Linked DNA regions of Mus musculus: region 2 is linked to region 1. A link is a contact called in public ChIA-PET data. All regions are on one chromosome and are shown on one strand. Each heading gives the region's core, a stretch centred on a gene start, on an enhancer-like site or on the middle of the called end of the contact. The rest is flanking DNA. Distances are from core to core; before and after follow the strand shown. Region 1 overlaps Acoxl (acyl-Coenzyme A oxidase-like). Region 2 overlaps Acoxl (acyl-Coenzyme A oxidase-like).

What was found. ChIA-PET counts read pairs in DNA pulled down with a chosen protein or histone mark.
Region 2: a contact with region 1 is called in an RNA polymerase II ChIA-PET map of memory CD8 T cells, with 151 read pairs. The contact joins two enhancer-like sites. A contact is called at or near these places in 5 of 484 Hi-C or Micro-C datasets (CD8 T cells, bone marrow-derived macrophages, morula and 1 more), 1 of 115 datasets of contacts at active chromatin or transcription factors (memory CD8 T cells) and 2 of 9 other capture datasets (adipose tissue and pancreatic islet).

What each region holds. Positions count from the first base shown.
Region 1 is chr2:128,026,387-128,030,508 of GRCm38.p6, forward strand. All of the region lies in intron 12 of Acoxl (acyl-Coenzyme A oxidase-like), which reads left to right. Among named protein-coding and RNA genes, the nearest start is that of Bcl2l11, 98 kb to the right of the region's middle. Within about 2 kb of position 1,580, at least 14 of the 459 cell types and tissues checked have an H3K27ac peak or open chromatin away from gene starts, as enhancers often do. A contact at or near this core is called in CD8 T cells and memory CD8 T cells, where this site is marked.
Region 2 is chr2:127,926,028-127,930,210 of GRCm38.p6, forward strand. The region is part of intron 9 of Acoxl (acyl-Coenzyme A oxidase-like); the gene reads left to right. Among named protein-coding and RNA genes, the nearest start is that of Acoxl, 73 kb to the left of the region's middle. Within about 2 kb of position 2,469, at least 53 of the 459 cell types and tissues checked have an H3K27ac peak or open chromatin away from gene starts, as enhancers often do. A contact at or near this core is called in CD8 T cells and memory CD8 T cells, where this site is marked.

The sequences.
Region 1 (4,122 bases), core at 330-2,829:
CTGAACTTGGAGATTTGGCTGCGCAGACCTCTCAATAGGAAAGGGTTTGGACCCAAACTGAAGATCCGTGGGGTATGGAGGCATTGCATCAGCTGTTTGCAGAGCAGACCTGCTCCTGAACTGGCCTCCATGGCACAGGGTGAACTGACCGGACACACCAAGTGGGTCCTTTTGGGTAATAACATAACTGGCAGAACTGGGGGCAGGAAGGACCCCACTCCGCCAGTTTCTGTGAGTCATCAGAAGATAACTAAGCAGTAATCTCTACCTTCAGGGCCAGGTGGGTCCTTTAACAACTGCAGCAGTCCCAGGGTGCTCGGAGCGTGGTAAGGATTTAGATAATCTGAGGTCCTTTTTCCTCTTCCCAGGGCCTACAGCTGCTGCTTAGCTCTCACTGGTAGTTGTCCTGGGGAATGTGGATACAAGTGTTCCAGAATTTTCAGTTTTTCAAATGGCAAGCACAGTATTTTTAATGTGGAATGGCTGGCATGGTGGTATCAAACCAAGCTTATCTACCAGGAGGGATGTGAGCCATCCACATAGTAGGCACAGGCCCTTGGCTCCCAAACAATTCTCCAGGATGTTTCTGCTCTGAACAGTAGCTCTGGGTACTAATGGAAAAGGTTGGTGGTTCCTTGGGGAGGGCAAAGGACCAGGATTGAGCTTCACAAGTTACTGTCCTTAGGTCCATGATATTCCCAAGAGATGGCCTCTATCATCTGCAAGTTCCCTGGATTGCGCGTAACTATAAGAAGCTGCAGAGTGGGGGTGGGGTGGGGAGTTCTGGAGGAATGATGCTCACTTAGGATAGACAGCTGGGCTCTGTTTTATTCACACTGTGAAATCTCTGGCTTGGCCTTTGCCTAGAGAGTGGGCGGGGGGGGGCATCACCTGAAATATACATAGGATTGTATGTGTGTGTATTATGTTCTGTGTTGCCATAGACACCTAGGTCACAGCATGAATGCAATTATAATGTACTGTGGCCATCCTGTACATATAAGCCCCATGTTTGTCCCCCTACACCCAAGATGGCTTTGGTTTTTATACAGTGAGCTGGGTTGGTCACCAGTCATTAGTTAATGCCGTTCTCTGGCAAGGAACAGTCCAAGCACATACCATGAAGGGGAGTTGGGTGTGGCCCTGCTGTAATAGTTAAAATAGGACCTGCATGCTGTGGTGGGGCTCAAACTGTACTGCCATGCATGTGAGGAACCGAAGAGGGAGAGGGGGAAGGAAGGAAAGGGCCTGTCTGTCTGTCTGTCTGTCTGTCCCCTACTGCCATACAGCACTTTCCAACAGACCTGCACACATGGAGGCATCAAATCATAACTGCCATGGTGCACTTTCAGAGTCTGCATCAGAAGCCCCAGTAGGGAACAGCCACGGGCTTTCCCAGCAGCCTCTCTGCCTTCTGAGGCATTCTTCCTCCCACAGCCCTGGAAGTCATATTTCCTGCCCTGTCCTGGGCTTTAGCGAGTGACACCGAGGCAGTAGCACGGACCACTCGCAGAAGGGCAGAAGAACCCCACTTGGTTTTCTGTTCTCTCCTCACTCCTTTTAACTTTGCTCTTGCAGCATGATGTGGGCCCCTGAAGCCACAAGCACTTCCGCCTTGCTTGACTCTATTGCTAAGCACGGTGCAGACCCCAGTGTGACCCCACCGCCCGCCTGCCGCCTTGCCTGCCCGCCGCCTGCCTGTCCCTCCCTTCTCCCTATGGGGTTATCTAGAAGTTTCTCCTTAGACTCATATTTTCTATTCTAATTGGCTCAAATGTTTCTGTCTTGGCAGCAAACCTTCCCAGTAAGACTTTTTACTCCAAGTTCGCAGTACCTGGCAAGAATCAGTGAAATCTTTAGCATGTGGAAATGCAAAGTTGATTCACAGATGCCTTGAAAAACGATTTGACCTAAACACACACACACACACACACACACACAAAACAACAACAACAACAACAACAAAAAACAAAACCCAAACCCTTATATTGGTGTTACACAATCTGTGTTCCAGGATGCATGCGATATTTATTATATGTGTGTTTCTGATGTGTGTTTCTGTACAGTTTCTCACACTCAAAGTCTTCAATGTTGGCTACAGATTAGCTTAATTCCTCTTGCAAATGGGTCCTGGTTTTTGTTGTTGTTTTGGAGTTTTTTGTTTTTGTTTTAAGAAAAAAAAACCTGGTATCTTTGCTGACTATGCAATCACTAAGAAAGGACTCTTGGGTAGGCAAGAAAATGGGGTACTCACATGCAGAACCAGAGACCTGTATAAATTGCCACAGACACAGTCCTTAAACAGAAATTGTATCACAACCTCCCTTAAGGAGATTTGGTATAAGGATAACACCAGACTTGGATAATTTTTTTAAAAATGTATGAAAGAATATATTTTAAATAATGAAATCTCTACTATAAAGAAAATTCTGCTGAATAAATGTTGCAGAATTTCCTGGATTTGAGATGCACTTGTGCTATACCTGAGGTCCATTCAGGGGTGGAGGTGTTGGTGAGAGAATCTCTCTGTCCTACCTCATTTTTGTAACTTCTTGTGAATCAGGGATGGTTCTAAAGTGGGAAATCACACTAATAGTATAAGGTGAGGAAAATATAAAACATGGTATATTATCATCAGGAACATATCTCACAGGTGGAAAATCCCACCTTAGCTGCATGCTTAGCTAAGGTATCTGCCCCATCTTGGCCACCTGTTATTTTGTCTGATACAGTATTGGATCTAGAGACTGTAGCCCCCAAATCTTAGTGGCTGAGAACTTCTATAAAGGATCAGTCTTGACTGCCTACTACATTGGACTTGAGAAGCATCTGGAAGATTATCAAAACACACCTGGGTGTGGCTGTAAGCGGTAACCAAGAGTGACAACCCTTGAATGTACCGTCTCCAGGCCAGGAGCCTGGACAGACTGACAGAAAGAAAGGAGACATATCCCTGCCAGACCCTTGAATATATCCTCTAGACCAGTTGGAGTAACAGAAAGAGAGAGAGAGAGAGAGAGAGAGAGAGAGAGAGAGAGAGAGAGAGAGAAAGGGAAGGGGAAAGGGAAAAGGGAAAGGGAAAGGGAAAGGGAAAGGGAAAGGGAAAGGGAAAGGGAAGGGAAGGGAAGGGAAGGAAAGGGAAGGGAAGGGAAGGGAAAGGGAAGAAAGGAAAGGAAAAGAAAGGAAAGGAGAAAGTCAGCTAGTGACATACTCCCTGCCTCTGCTTTCTGGCTATCATGATGCCTGTGGCTCTATCCTACACTGCCTTCCACGCTATGAAACTGTGAGTCCAAACAAATCCTCACACGATGCTGTTCGGTTGGCCGTTTGCCACTGGGATAAGAAAGTCTTCTAACACCTGGACTCTTTTGCCAAGGAGGCATGAGCAGCCCAAAATAACCCATTTGGAAAGCATGTGCATTTGTCATGACCTAGAAAAGGATTGAAGATCCCAAGTGGGCTACCTGTTTCTGTGGCACTATCCAGGGGGCAGTTTCTCTCGTCTCTCTTAAATTTACCAGGGAGAAGTTGATTATTATATCATTCTAATTTTATTCTAATTAGGGTGACTTAATATTCTCAAGGAAGGCTTAAGCTGTGACAGTTAGAGGATGTCACCGAGACACTGGAGAGGGGAGTGAAGATAGGAACAGAACTTGCCTGTTCCCTCACTCAGGACAATGACTTGTCTACTCCCCAGTCTGTTGTTCCTTGTCTGCTGGTGAAGGACAAAGACATCTGCCCTTCTGTTAGCTATGTTCCCTGCAGTGGAGAGACCACAGAGCCGCCAGCATGGACTCTGTGCTGAGGTGGCCATAAACCCAGGGAGTGGTGCAGTGGGTGGGAATCAGAAACAGCACTTGATTAATGGGGGCAATGATACTGGTTTTGAAGCTAGAGGGAGACTAGTTGGAACAATCATAAATTAAATACATTTACAAAACTGTAAATGTTTGTCTTGATGATACATTGGGGAACCTGAACTTGCCTGTGGGGCCATTTTAATTTTACCTCTGGTTGGAGTTAGTTGCTTCCCTTACTGTTGGCAGTGTTTGATTTTCACACTTACTTTATATAGTTATAATCACCATGAAAATATCCGTGCCACTTGATCCCATCATA
Region 2 (4,183 bases), core at 1,219-3,718, 99 kb before region 1:
TTCTCAGAGGCTAAAGAACCTGTCCAAGACCACGTGGGCGCTTAATGAAGGTCATCGTCTTCCGATGATGCTAGGAATCCCTATGTACCTTGGGATAGTAGTGGATATGAGAGCCATTCGAGAAAATGTTCTCAGAAAAATCAGAGCTACTTCATATGAGAAAATGCAGGGATGGAGCTTCAGAGAGAGAGAGAGAGAGAGAGAGAGAGAGAGAGAGAGAGAGAGAAAGAGAGACTACCGTAAGACCCATGAGGAGACATGCAATGGAAATCTAGCTCTCATGCACGATCACAACGGCTATGGCTTTGCCCAGACTCATGATGCTGATGGAATTCAGAGTCTTCTTTCATTGTTTCTTCCATTTCTCCCCCAACTGCTTTATGTCAGGCATTATGAACTTAACTGCGAGTCAAGAGAACCCCTGGCTCCACGCTGTAAACAGTAACTGTACTGTTTTCTCACTTAATGATCCCTGAAGTGGAGCAGTTTCGGCGTGGTTATTTTGTGGCTCAATGACATCCTCAAGGACCAGGGTAGCTTTGATCTTTCTTCTCTGCAGCCCCCGAGCTGTCAGTTTTGTCTTGACTGACTCCTTTGTGGTCACAACATGGCCGCTGGGGTCCTTGCTGTCACATGCATATGTAATGGGATTTAGCAGCTGAGGAGGACCCATGCCTTCCTCTACGTTTCTTTCTTTTTAGTAGATGGAAACCTTTTCCAGAAACCCTTCAGGAGACTTGCTCTCATTTCAGATCATCAGAGAAAGCCATGTGGTCATTTCTAGGGCTGTCACCGGTGAGGACTTGGATGCCTATGGCTGGATTAGTGAAGCACAGCAGATCCACAGAACAGAGCAGAGCAGAGCGGATTAAAAAAACAAAAAAGAGGGCTCTGTTACAAAGGAGGAAGGGAGGAGGGGTGAGGCCGAATAACTGGAAATATTACTACACATTTAAAAAATATTTTTGTTAAAGACAATCTCAAACACGAAAGAAAGTGACAGCCGAGTTCCACTTTCTTCCCCGGTTCCTGCAGTTCTCAGACTCTTACCAGGGTTAAGTCTTCACTAGTCACCCCTTTGTCTGCTGGACTATTTCAAACATCTCAGACACACATGGATATTTAATGATCTAAATGTGCGGAAGCCCTCCCTTATACTTGGGCCTGGATTCAAGGGAAAAGGCTGCTTCGAGAGCTAGAGGTTGGGAAGGACTAACAGGCATTAACTATTTTTTGCTAGAGAAAAGACAAGATTCTAACCAGATGTAGTGACCCACTTCTGGGAAATCATAGGGAAAGACCTCGAATTAGAGGCCAGCCTGGGCTACAGCGCAGGGAAACAAGAATAAAACAAAATGAAACCAGAGACAACATTTCTCAGAGGAAAAAACAATATCCAGAGGAAGGAGTTCTCCCTGCTGTTGTTGTGGCTGCATCTGGAGTCTTTTGTACATGGGGAAGCAGCTGTCCTAGGAAGTTTGAGTTGTGGATTGGGGGTAAGGGGTGGGGGTGGTGCTCCGTTCTGCAGGCAAGTGCGAGTTCAGCCTCAGGTTTACAGTTTCCACTCTCTGGCTGGGGAGGCCGAATGCTTTCTAAGAGTGGGGTTGGGTTTGCTGACACCTGTTTCTGCATGCTAATAGATTTCTGGGGTAAGATAGAGCGGTGATGTCACCTGCAGGTGTGTGAGCCTGTGGCGGTTTCCCGAGGCATTGTAGCCACATCTGTCCTCAGCTGTGTGGGTCTTTGCTCCAGCAGGCTGCAGAATGAGCTGGTTGCCTGCAGAGCAAAAGCCAGAGGCAGCAAGCCGCGGTGGCCTTGCTTCAAACAAGCGGACTTTCCCCAAAGCTTCGGCTGATTTTCACTTAGTTATGGAACAAAACACAAATGTTGTTTCTTTAAAATGCCACAGCGGCAATCAGAGTATATTTCCACGCACCCTTTTCTCAGTTTCCTGAGGCCACCTGCCTTGTTACACGTTTGAAAGCTTCCTCTTCCTCTTCCTGAAACAGGAAGCTTGCCTTCTTATTTTCCTCCAGGTTTAAAGTGTGCCCTTCTTTGAAGAGAGTTCACACACACTCTCTGTGGGGTTGCACCTTTGTTTATAACATAAAAAAAAAATCTCCATTTCTCTACATGTGCTCTGTCTTGTCTCTAAAGGTCACACGGCACAGAGCTCCCTGCTCAGGGTACATCAACCTGGGCTGATTTTATCTGTGTGCGCTTTGTAAGATGTTTGTATTTGCATAGGACGTTTAGATACAGGGACACTTTGTATAACTATATTTGAAAATTGAGAGAGAGAGAGACAGAGAGAGAGAGAGAGAGAGAGAGAGAGATTGCTGTAGCCTGTGCCCAGTCCAGTGGCTAGTGCAGTAATTACACCAGTCCCTTAGTATAGCGTTCTCGAGCATGTACAATGTAGTGAAATGAGTGCTTTTTGTTTGCACGGTGTGCAGTTCAGTGTGGTGTGAGAATCCGCCTGACCCCAATACATTTTGTTTGACATGCACAGCTGGGGCACTGGAGGATAGTCCAGGCCATTAAAAAGAATGCGAAAAGAAAACACACACCATCTATTTGTCAGGACACAATGAAAGGGAGACTTACTGGGCCTGGATCACACCAGGAGGAAGGAGAAGAGGAAAACCCACCTGGCCCCCAGGGAGCCGGCAGGGGCACAGCTACTGTTGCCTGCTAGAGCTCCCCTGGTCATGCAAACCGATGCCCTTCCCAGCTCCCGGGATCTTCTTGTAGGGTGCTGTGCAATCAGAATGCTGGGGTGGAAGGGAGGAGGTCTTATTTGGACTTGGCATTCCAGGGGAGCCCAAGGTTAAGGGGTTCATCAGGCTTATGTGACATCTAGGAATGGCTTCTAAGGTGTCTGACCGGTGAAGACCTGCTACGCCTCCCGAGGTACCCCAGGCTTTCACCAACAGGCAGGAGAGAAGGCAGTGATGGATCCTTAGGAAGTTGGTTCCTCCCTCTCCCCAGCCACACAGATGCTACCCCATACTCAGCTGCAGTCCCCTCCCACTGGCCCCTCCCATCATCTTTCTTTTATTCCCCATTTGTTTCCTTGCAGGGATCTAGGAGGAAGTGGAAACAACAGGCCAAGCTAATGCTATAAATAAATGGTCGGCTAACCTTGGTTAGGAAATAGTAAGGCACCCAAAATGAAATGTTGCTAAAGGAGTACCCAAGGATCAGTAACATACTGACCAGACTTGTTTAAAAACTATGGAAGATGTGTACCTTTAACATAAAGTTTAGATTGCTGGGGAAATGTTTCAGCTCATGTTTGGCTCTTCATTGCCACCAAGTAGACCAATTCCCATACTGCAAAGAAACACCCCTGTCCCACAGCTGACCGTTAGGCCCTACCCCATACCAAAGGGCATGACTACAATGTTATAACCCTAGACCTAGAGCAATTTTTATGGAGGCTTGTTTCTTTTGGAGCACTAGACAAAACTGGACATATGCTTTGTTATTAAAGGATGTCTTCCTTATTTTTCCTGAGTGTGTGACATGAGTTGTCACTGGGATTAGGGGATGTTTCTCTGTTACAATAGTATCAGTCTCACACTTCATTCTCTGATTCTCTGATTCTCTCTCTGTGTGTGTATGTGTGCGCGTGTGTATGCATATTCACATGTTCACGTGTGCAGTTACATCTGAACAGCCATGCTGCATAGATAGGTCTGGAGAAAGGTCCCTGGCAACCTCACCTGCATTCAGAAGCCAAGACATCTTTGTATTACCTTAGTCACCTGGACCTTTTCAGAGTGACAGCTCTGAGCCTCACCTTGACTCAGCCCTGGCTCACTGTCCCTAGTTTCCTCGATGGCTGTGTAGAGAAGGGCATCAGTACGCTCTTATGCCCTGTAATGGACCATGGTAGAAAAGGTGTCCAAGAAACTCCCTCTCTGGCAAAAGTAAGAAAAATATACCTTGACTGATGTGGTTTGGCAAGAGTGACTTAAAAATGAACTCCACAAAAAACCCCCACACTAATGGGAGATGGTGTGTCCTTGCCCTTTGCGGCAGAAGTTTAAGGTGCCAGTGTGGTTAGCTGAATTCTGGAAGGAACAAAAGGGGAGATTCCCTCTGGCTGTTTTCATGACTGTACTTGTTCAAAACTCCCATTTCCCCCCCTCACCTACATTTTGTTTCTTGACCTGGA